3 separate regions of the Mus musculus genome follow, and all the other regions are linked to region 1. A link is a contact called in public Micro-C and promoter capture Hi-C data. All regions are on one chromosome and are shown on one strand. Each heading gives the region's core, a stretch centred on a gene start, on an enhancer-like site or on the middle of the called end of the contact. The rest is flanking DNA. Distances are from core to core; before and after follow the strand shown.

Region 1 (2,993 bases), core at 309-2,808:
ATGTCATCTTGTCATACTCAAGGCTCATGGAGGGCCTCCCCACACTGCTGGGAAATCAGAATTAGTCCCATTTGACAGATGAGAAAACTGAGACACAGGGGCTCCAATGACCCCACCTGAATGATGCAACTGAGAGCAACAGGGAAGGCCCTCTCCTCTCCTAGCTCCAGCCCTCACCTTGCATCAGTCATCATCCCAGGAGATCCCTGTCCTGGCCTGCTTCCCTCTGTTCATCCTGACCATGCCCCAGTCCAAGTCCTCACCCAGCCTGTTCTGGGTTGACACTCTCATATTAGACTCAGTAGGGCAGTGGGTCTCAACCTTCCTAATGCTGCGACCCTTCAATACAGTTCCTTGTGTTGTGGCAACTCCCAACCGTAAAATTATTTTCATTGCCACTTCATAAGCGTAAGTTTCCTACTGTTATAAATTGCCATGTAAATCTCTGTGTTTTCCCATGGTCGAAATCGACAGTCCGCCAAGGGGTCACAGCCCATGGGTTGAGAACCTTGACAAAAGAGGGACACAGCCAAAAATGATAAGCCTCTCCCACGCGTCAGTGAAAACCAGAGTAAACAGGGTTCCATCCTCGCCGGCCCAGGGCTTACTGGAGATGCATCTGCACACGCAGCAGCCTGCTCCCAGCACAGCTGTTCCCTGAACTGCGGCAGGGATTTGCCTGGCATGGGAGGCACAAGTGTGGGCCAGGCAGCACCTTGCCTTTACACCTGAACTCAGTCATCACCCCAGGAGATCCCTGGCCTGGCCTGCTTCCCTCTGTCCATCCTGACCATGCCCCGGTCCAAGTTCTCACCCAGCCTGTTCTTCTGGGTCTTTTAAGCCACTCAGGGACTGAGTGAGGAGTCTGGCCCAGGTCATAGACGCTCCTGTTTACATGTGACCTGAGAGGAAGTAAGCAGACTGTCCCAGCAGTGTCCTGGGACAGCCCAGGGTACACTTGTCCTGCTAGGAAGTAAACAGCCTGTTCCCTGGCAGGGTAATCCTGTGGCCTACCTACCTGCCTCTACAAAGGAGGGGATTTTTTGAGGAGTTCCTATCCACATCCCCAAATGGCTTCTATGGCTATTATGGGTTCTGTGAGTTGAGCCCAGCACGGAAGACTGCCCTGGGCATCCTTGCGAACATGTGTCTCTTGTATGTATTTTGCATGCTGGGGAGGTGCACCATGCCTTAGCATCCACCAGTGCATGTGTCTGTAGCCTGGAGCCCGGAATGGGTGATCTTTTCCACTGAGTGTCTCTACACACATTTGTGTGTCTGTGTGTGTCTGCACGAGAGTGGAATGCAGCCCCTCATGGGCTGGCACCCAGTCTGCGAGCCTAAGTGAGGCAAAGGCTCCGAGTGGCCCTGCGCGTCTCCCGCGTGTGTGAGCGCGCCGTGTGAGCGCGAGGAAGTGGTTGCTCTCCTGGCTCGCTCGCTCCCTCGCTCTCTCCGTGCCCGCCAGCCCGCCCGCCCGCGCGCGCAGCCCGCACACTCACCGCTTGGTTGCTGCCGGGTGACGCGGGCTGGGCCCGCCCCCTGCTGCCGGCCCCGCACTCACTCGCACCGGCCGCCGCCGAGCAGGCAGCAGCCGCGTCAGGGCCGTCCGGGGGCCACGCTGGCGATGACCGCAGCCCCCGCAGCGCCCCGCGGGACCCGCTGACTTGCCCCCGGGCCGGGGTCACACCGGGCCGGGCCGGGCCGCGCGCCGCGGCGCTGCCTGCATGACCCTCCGGCGGCGCGGGGAGAAGGCGACCATCAGCATCCAGGAGCATATGGCCATCGACGTGTGTCCCGGCCCCATTCGGCCTATCAAGCAGATCTCCGATTATTTTCCCCGCTTCCCGCGGGGCCTCCCCCCTACCGCCGCGCCCCGCGCCCCCGCGCCCCCGGACGCCCCCGCGCGCTCTCCCGCAGCCAGCGCCAGCCCCCGCAGCCCCTCCGACGGCGCCCGCGACGACGACGAAGATGTGGACCAGCTCTTCGGAGCCTACGGAGCCAGCCCAGGCCCCAGCCCCGGCCCCAGCCCCGCGAGGCCGCCCGCCAAGCCCCCCGAGGACGAGCCGGACGTCGACGGCTACGAGTCAGACGACTGCAGTAAGTTTCCCAGTCGCCGGCCGCTCGCCCCCTCCCCGCACCCGGGTCCCCGCAGGGCAAGCGCCGCCGCCGCCCGGAACAACCGCACGGGAGAGCTGGGAAGTTTGGGGGCGTCCTCTGGGGCGCCCCGTTTCCAGGCCTCCGCTCCCCGAGGCGCGCCCCGCACCCCTTCTCGGCCCGCGCGCCAGGAGCTCCTGCGCGGGCGGCGGCTTTTGTTCCCGGGAAGGGCGGAGCTGCGCCCCGGAGAGACACCAGTTGCTGCGGGCCGCGCGGTTGCGCCAGGCCCCAGAGCCCTGTGCGGGCTGTCCCGGGGTGTCCACCCGGAGAGCTGGGGACCCTGCGGTAGCTGGGGCGGGCCCGGCGGCCCGCACCGCGCCACGGCTCTGCTGGTGCGCGGGCCGAGAACCAGGACCGCGGGGCCGCTTGTCCTTTGGAAAAACCTTGGCGGTTCCTCCTCCCGCATCTGCGGACCCCGCCGGCCCTGGCCGTGGACCTTCGCCCACCTGTTACGCCGGCTTCCCCGGTCAGGAGGGTCCCCAGCCGCGCCCCCTCCTCTCGGACTCAGCCCCAGGGAGACAACAGACACCAGGGTCTCCCGAGCCAGGCCAGGACCTCTCCTGGTGGCTTGTGTGGTCCCTGAGGATGCCTAACCCTGCCCACCAGGGACCATCCAGGAAGCCAAGGAGGGAAGAAGTCACATCACCTGTCCCGTGAATTTGCTGAGGGCTGTGGCTGCGGCTGGGGTGACTACATGGAAGGGCCCCAGCCCAGCTGTCACCCTGTTTCACTTAGAAAAAAAAAAAAAAACAAAGCCAGCCTCAGAACCTAGTCATAGATGCCATGGGCCCATGGGATTGGGGGGACCCATCCCAGCTTGCCCAAGGCAAAAGCAGCCC
Region 2 (2,993 bases), core at 196-2,695, 610 kb before region 1:
ACTACATTTTTTGAAACTTTGTTTTGTTTGGTTGTTTGGGGTTTTTTTGGCTTGCTTGTTTATTTTGATTTTTTGAGTTAGTGTCTCTATTATGGAGCCCGGGCTGTCCTGGAATTCACTATATAAACTAGGCTGACCTGGAACTCTGAGATCTGACTGCCTCTTCCTCCCTGCTTTGTTTGTTTGTTTGTTTGTTTTTCCAGACAGGGTTTCTCTGTGTAGCCCTGGCTGTCCTAGAACTCACTCTGTAGACCAGGCTGGCCTTGAACTCAGAAATCCACCTGCCTCTGCCTCCCAAGTGCTGGGATTAAAGGCGTGTGCCACCACTGCCCGGCTAATGTTTTTCATTTGTAATGAAATTTGAATTCATCTACAAATATACCTAACCTTTTCACCTGCACGTTTTAAATATGCTGTACATTCTCAAATCCTCAAAACGTGAATGTGTGTGTGTGTGTGTGTGTGTGTGTGTGTGTGTGTGTTGGGGGTTGTTAATGTCTATCCCAGCCCCACCCCGTCTGTTTTAAATATGCTGTACATTCTCAAATCCTCAAAATGTGAATGTGTGTGTGTGTGTGTGTGTGTGTTGGGGGTTGTTAATGTCTATCCCAGCCCCACCCCGTCTGTCTAATCATACTGGTCTTCATTGTTTTTTGTTTTATTTTGAGACAGGGTGTCTCTATGTAGCTCTGTCTGTCTGCCTGTCTGTCTCAGCCCCTCCCCCCACCCCACCCCCACCCCCGTGGCCTGGGCCGCCACCACCCAGCAATAATTTCCAAGCTCCAAACTTCTGCCTTAAGGACAATTTTGCAACTCCCTATGTGTCTACAGCATTCTCTCTGGGTCCTAATATTAGACCTTCAGGGCTCCTGTCCGCTCATGACAGTTACATAGTAACAACATGTTGAATGAATGAATGAAATGACAAACAAACGAACGACAGAAAGCAACTACTTAGGATCCTGCATACCCTGACTGTTAACCCCAGGGTCAAGAGAGACATCTCCGGGTTCAAGGAGCAAGTCCGGGTGCAATCAAGGTCGACACCTACAGGTTCCTTGCCTCCTAAACGCGTTGTCTTGATAAGGAATCCTAAGGCTCTTCAAGCCCTCAGCATCCCAAGGGCCCCTCGAGCCTCGTCTCACCTCCTACACAGGCCAGCACAGCCTTGAAGGCGCAACTTTCCATTGCCCTCTCGATCATCTTCTGCTCCTCGCTCTTGGCAGGACTCGGGATCCCGCCCAGGCTGCCAGGCTCCAGAAGCCGGGGCTGACGCTTGTCGCCCACCAGGTACTGAAGAAGAAGGCTGTACTGCAACGGAGCTTCGGCAGAACCCGCTGCCTCAGGAGCTGAACCCCCGGCCTTGGGGGCGGTAGCCGCCATGACCGTAGGGGCTCTAGTACCTTTCACTTCGTATTTCCCACAGCCGATTCCACACGCTTACCTAGGCGTCCAGCCAGAGTGACGACAACGGCAGATTCGCCACACTGAAGAAGGTGTAGAAGCAAAGTCTGCCTATGCATCAGCGTCGAGGGAGCTATCGTGCTTCCTCAACGCCTCTTTAAACAGCTGCCAAGTTTGTAAGACATTGCTAAAAGCAATCAGACAAGACTCAATATCTCAAGAACACCCCTCAACTAGGGGCCCCATTGCGGTGCGTGCCGGGATTTGTAGTTCTAACTCGAACATCTGACTACACTTCCCAGAAAGCCGTGCGTGCTCACTGGACATGCTACTTCCTTTGAAAACTCTTGAGAAGCCGCTGAAGAGCGGTCGGGCTCCTGTTAGGCTGCAGTTCGTTGAGCTTGCAGCAGGGGACGCGCGTGTCTGCTTTGTTTCTAAGCCATGCAGCAGTGATGCAGCTACCTGATTCACTAGAACCACAGGCTGGTTGGTATTCTGAGATCGAATGTACGCGCTTTGTAAGTAAGTGTTGAAACATGGCATACATATGTTCTAAATGTATTTTATTACATAGTTATTAAGCCTTTAAGGAATAAAGAAGGAGGCCAACAAATGAACTGAGTGGTGGTCTAGCAAGCCTTAAATCAGTTAAATCAGTTAGGCAGAGGCAGGCAGATCTTTGAGTTTGAAGCCAGCCTGGTCTATAGAGTGAGTTCCAGGGCAGCCATGGCTACGCAGAGAAACTATGCTTAAGAAAAGAGAGAGAGAGAGAGAGAGAGAGAGAGAGAGAGAGAGAGAGCGAGCAAGCTGAGTATAGAGTATTATATACATACTAGTTGCATACAACTATGGTTAACAATGGAAAAACGTCACAGCCCTATGGCTGGTAGAAGGTATGTGCCAACAGATACTGCTTAGCTGACCGGTTTGTTGTACACAGTGGGTACTGGACAAGTGACTTTATTTTTAGATTTTATTTATTTTAAATTAATTCAAACGAGTCTTTACCTGAATGTATGTCTGTGGACCGAGTACACGTAGTACCTGGGAGGCCAGCAAATGGCATTAGATCTCCTGGGACTGGAGTTAACAGATGGCTGTGAGCCATCATATAGGTGCTGAGAATTGAACCCAGGAACTCTGGAAAACAGCCAGCCCTCTCAACTCCTGATCCATTTCTCCAGATCCTGGACAGATGACTTTGCAATTAAGGGGCTTTGATTAATGTCCTCCAACAGCAGAGAGTAACTAGGAGCTACAGGTGAAGTTAGAACTTCTTTCACACACACACACACACACACACACACACACACACACACACACACACACACCTGCACTTCCTGTTTCCTGGCTGGGTGAATCACTCTCTTCTTGCTTATACACACCTGTCTTTTGAGTCCATCCCTTTGCTTTCATGCTCACTGCCAAGGAAGTTTTGTTACCTCCCATCACTGCCCAGTCATTAGACTGTTAACTAATCTCTTGCCTCCTGCCCGTCTCTTCAGATCATCCACAGAAACATCTCTAAGCACCCACAGGAAATGCATCTGATGTTTCAGATCCTTTGCTGTGCCAGGACACAAATGCTA
Region 3 (2,993 bases), core at 315-2,814, 580 kb before region 1:
GAATATAAAACAACTCATTAATAGTTTTTATATTAATTACATGTTGGAACGGTAATCTTGTGAAATATTGGGATGTTGGATTAAGTAAATTCTAGCTCCAAGACAGGCTTCCTCCCATGTCTCTCTTTTTTCTTTTTAAATGAGACAGTATCTCGCTGTGTAGCCCAGGCTGGCTATGAACTCTTAATTCTCCTGCCTCAGCCTTCTGAGTGCTGGGATTACAGATATGTGCCACTATTCCTTAATACTCTCTAGCTGTCAATGTGGCTATAAATAGAATTTTAGGTTGCACAGAGTTCTTGTGGACAGCACTGGAAAGAGAGCACTGCCCTAGGACAGCTGAGTAGGGATTGGAAAGAGGGAGTGGGGTTTGAGAACCGTCAGGGCGTATGGTGAGGGCTGTATCCTGGCTTTGGTGAGGGCAGTGAGATGTGACGCTAATGTTCCCAGCTGAGGGGGTTTGTGGGGCAGCTGGGACAAGGTCTACAGAGAGGTGGATCTCTGCCCGAGAACAACTGTGAGTCTTCAGCGGATGGAGCCCTGAGCTGGGCTGAGAGCTGCAGAGGAGATGACTTGAGGGAAGGCTGCTAGGGAATCTAAGCAGGGCCCTGGGAGGGAGCAGAAGCAAGGAGGCAAGGAAGTCTGGTGCTCCACAGTGAGTGCTCTCTGGTCTGAATGTGGACATTAGCAAAGCTTGAAGACATCGCTTCTATTTCTCAGTGTAAGCAAGATGGCAGAAATCACAAAGCAAGTGGGTTGCTTGTTTGTTTTGTTCTGTTTTTTTTTTTTTAATTTTTATTTCATGTAGCCCTTATTGGCCTTTAGCTGAAGATGATCTTGAACTTATGATCCTTCTCTCGCCGCTGCTGAGGATACAGGTATGGGCTACCACCCCTGCTTTGTGTAATGCTGGGGATCAGAATCCACAGCCTGGTGCATGGTAAACAAGTATTCTACCAACTAAGCTGTATGCCCAGCTTCCCAGAGCAGCCTCTGTCTGTCTGTCTATCTATCTATCTATCTATCTATCTATCTATCTATCTATCTACCTATCTATCTAGCTATCTAGCTATCTAGCTATCTAGCTATCGAAATAGTTTCCCTGTGTAGCTCTGGCTATCCTGAAACTCACTCTGTTGATCAGGCTGGTCCCAAACTCAAAGATCCACCTGCCTCTGCCTCCAGGGACTAAAGGCATGTGCCACCGCCGCCCGGCTAGACATAACTATTGTTAATAAACATCTGACACTATACTGTTTCTACTTTGTACTCGCCACATATCTTAAGCTTCTCAGGATACCCCTCCCCTTCCCGTTTTCATTAAGTGCCTTGCTCAGTCAGAGGCACCTATCCGTAACACTTGTGGGGCTCTAACTTGTATCTATTGCAGCCTGGCAGCTTGACTTCAACTTTCTGGCAAGCCTGAGACGTGCCCTGGCAAGAAGTAACTGCCTCGAGTTTCTCAGACCACAGAAACAAAACAAACCAGAAGCTACCCTTCTTAGAGCTGGCCTTGAGGGAGTTCTGGTGATGGATGGCGAGTTGTGGAGGATTCTGCATTCCAGGGGGCTGAGGTCAGTGCGCCTGCGCATGAGCTGCAGGGCCCTGGCTTCCAGAGCTCAGCCAGGCTCCTGCACTTAGGTTTAGACCCTCTGTGTCTTGGGCACCTCCTTGTTCGAGGGTTCTATGCCCGTGTTTTCCTGCTTTATATCTTTTTCTGCCCTTGCAGCCTTTCCATTGAAGAGTCCTCGGTTCCCTAAGCAAGGGAACCCTGTTGCCGACCCTTCTAGTTCAGTTCAGGCCCTGCTGGAAGGAACGTCACGCTCCCACCCCCATCAGCCTGTCCAGACTCCTGCCTGAGGTTTTACAGTGTGCATCCACTTCCATACATGGAAGTAGCTCGCCAGCTTGCAGGAGAGCCTGCAGTAGGAGGCTGTTTCCCCACAGCTGACAACCACTCGGCCTACATTTTAAAAATATATTGATCTTAAAAGGCCCCAGCTCTCAGCGCGCGGGTCTGTAAAGAGAGAACTCCACTATCCCACCCAGAGCAGGTTCTAAGCACTGCAGGTTAGGCCCGATTGCTGAACTTGCTGTATTGACCAACTCTTTGGAACTCTAGAAAGATCTGCTGATGTGAGAGGCCTCTTAGGAGAAGAAATAGACTCTGTGTGTGTGTTCCTGCGCGTGCACACGCGCATGTATGCATGTGTGTTATTTCCATGCATACATATACTTGTTTTCCTCTGGTGCTGTGGAGCCCAGGGCCCCCCACATGCTGGGCCAGGGCTGCACCACTGAGGACCGGCTCAACTCCATTGGTGCCCTTTTGTTTTTTGATTTGATAGAAAGAAAAGATCTGATGAACCAGCTAGAGTGTTGTGTGGGATGAAATGAAATGGTTAAGCCAGCCCAGAGCCAGGCCCAAGGCTTCATGTATGTAGACCGTGAAATCGCTAAGAAGTTTGAGAAAAGCGAAATCGCTTTTTGTTTGAGAGCTTTAGTTTTCTCTCAACATTGCTTTCTGTAGTGCACAGAACTAGGATTTGCCTTGAGTTTTGTTTGCCTTTGATCCCCAAGTGGTCAAAGATAGTAGAAAGCAGTATTTTACAGCAAGAGATTTTAAAGTGGAGTTGGGGAGGAGGCAGGGCGCATGATGAAGCCGATGACGACAATGGCGACTCAGATTGACTGCCAAGCAAGTACCCTGGCATTTAGGGGGCTATGGATGGGGATAGGCTTGAGGGTAGCCTGAGCTATACTCTAAGATACCACACCCCACCATAGAAAAACAATAAAGAAAAAAAATAATGTGGGTTTCCTATGCTGCCGTCTTTACTGGTGTGGCACTCGGTAGGACCCTCATGCAGGATTGCTCACCAAGCCATCTGGTTCTTTCTTGTGCTGCCATCTTGGATTCAGCCCTTTCACTTCGTTTTCTGTCTAGTGGCTCAGAGCTAGTTAATGGTGATCTCTACGCTTCATTAGAGTAG

Evidence for each region. Promoter capture Hi-C pulls out the DNA fragments that hold promoters and counts their contacts. A called contact is a pair of places that touch in the nucleus more often than the background predicts.
Region 2: a contact with region 1 is called in a Micro-C map of embryonic stem cells, with 3 times the contacts expected there. The contact joins the promoter of Timm22 here to the promoter of Doc2b in region 1. A contact is called at or near these places in 13 of 39 promoter capture datasets (the 3T3-L1 cell line, cranial neural crest, embryonic stem cells and 7 more), 3 of 15 datasets of contacts at CTCF or cohesin (embryonic stem cells, pro-B cells and stem cell-derived epiblast-like cells), 39 of 484 Hi-C or Micro-C datasets (B cells, the BV-2 cell line, the C3H10T1/2 cell line and 21 more), 20 of 115 datasets of contacts at active chromatin or transcription factors (the 230-238 cell line, the SCID.adh cell line, bone marrow-derived dendritic cells and 13 more) and 4 of 9 other capture datasets (adipose tissue, embryonic stem cells, liver and 1 more).
Region 3: a contact with region 1 is called in a promoter capture Hi-C map of pre-B cells, with 3 times the contacts expected there. The contact joins the enhancer-like site here to the promoter of Doc2b in region 1. A contact is called at or near these places in 5 of 39 promoter capture datasets (the C10 cell line, cranial neural crest, liver and 2 more) and 1 of 484 Hi-C or Micro-C datasets (CD4 T cells).

What each region holds. Positions count from the first base shown.
Region 1 is chr11:75,794,625-75,797,617 of GRCm38.p6, reverse strand. It overlaps Doc2b (double C2, beta), which reads left to right and starts at 1,558. Exons shown (of 9, transcript NM_007873.3): 1 at 1,558-2,097. The coding sequence starts at 1,725. Gm12339 (predicted gene 12339) reads right to left here and starts at 1,809. Exons shown (of 4, transcript NR_136933.1): 1 at 1,500-1,809.
Region 2 is chr11:76,405,595-76,408,587 of GRCm38.p6, reverse strand. Timm22 (translocase of inner mitochondrial membrane 22) reads right to left here and starts at 1,445. Exons shown (of 4, transcript NM_019818.5): 1 at 1,146-1,445. The coding sequence starts at 1,383.
Region 3 is chr11:76,373,537-76,376,529 of GRCm38.p6, reverse strand. All of the region lies in intron 1 of Nxn (nucleoredoxin), which reads left to right. Among named protein-coding and RNA genes, the nearest start is that of Nxn, 24 kb to the left of the region's middle. Within about 2 kb of position 1,564, at least 134 of the 459 cell types and tissues checked have an H3K27ac peak or open chromatin away from gene starts, as enhancers often do.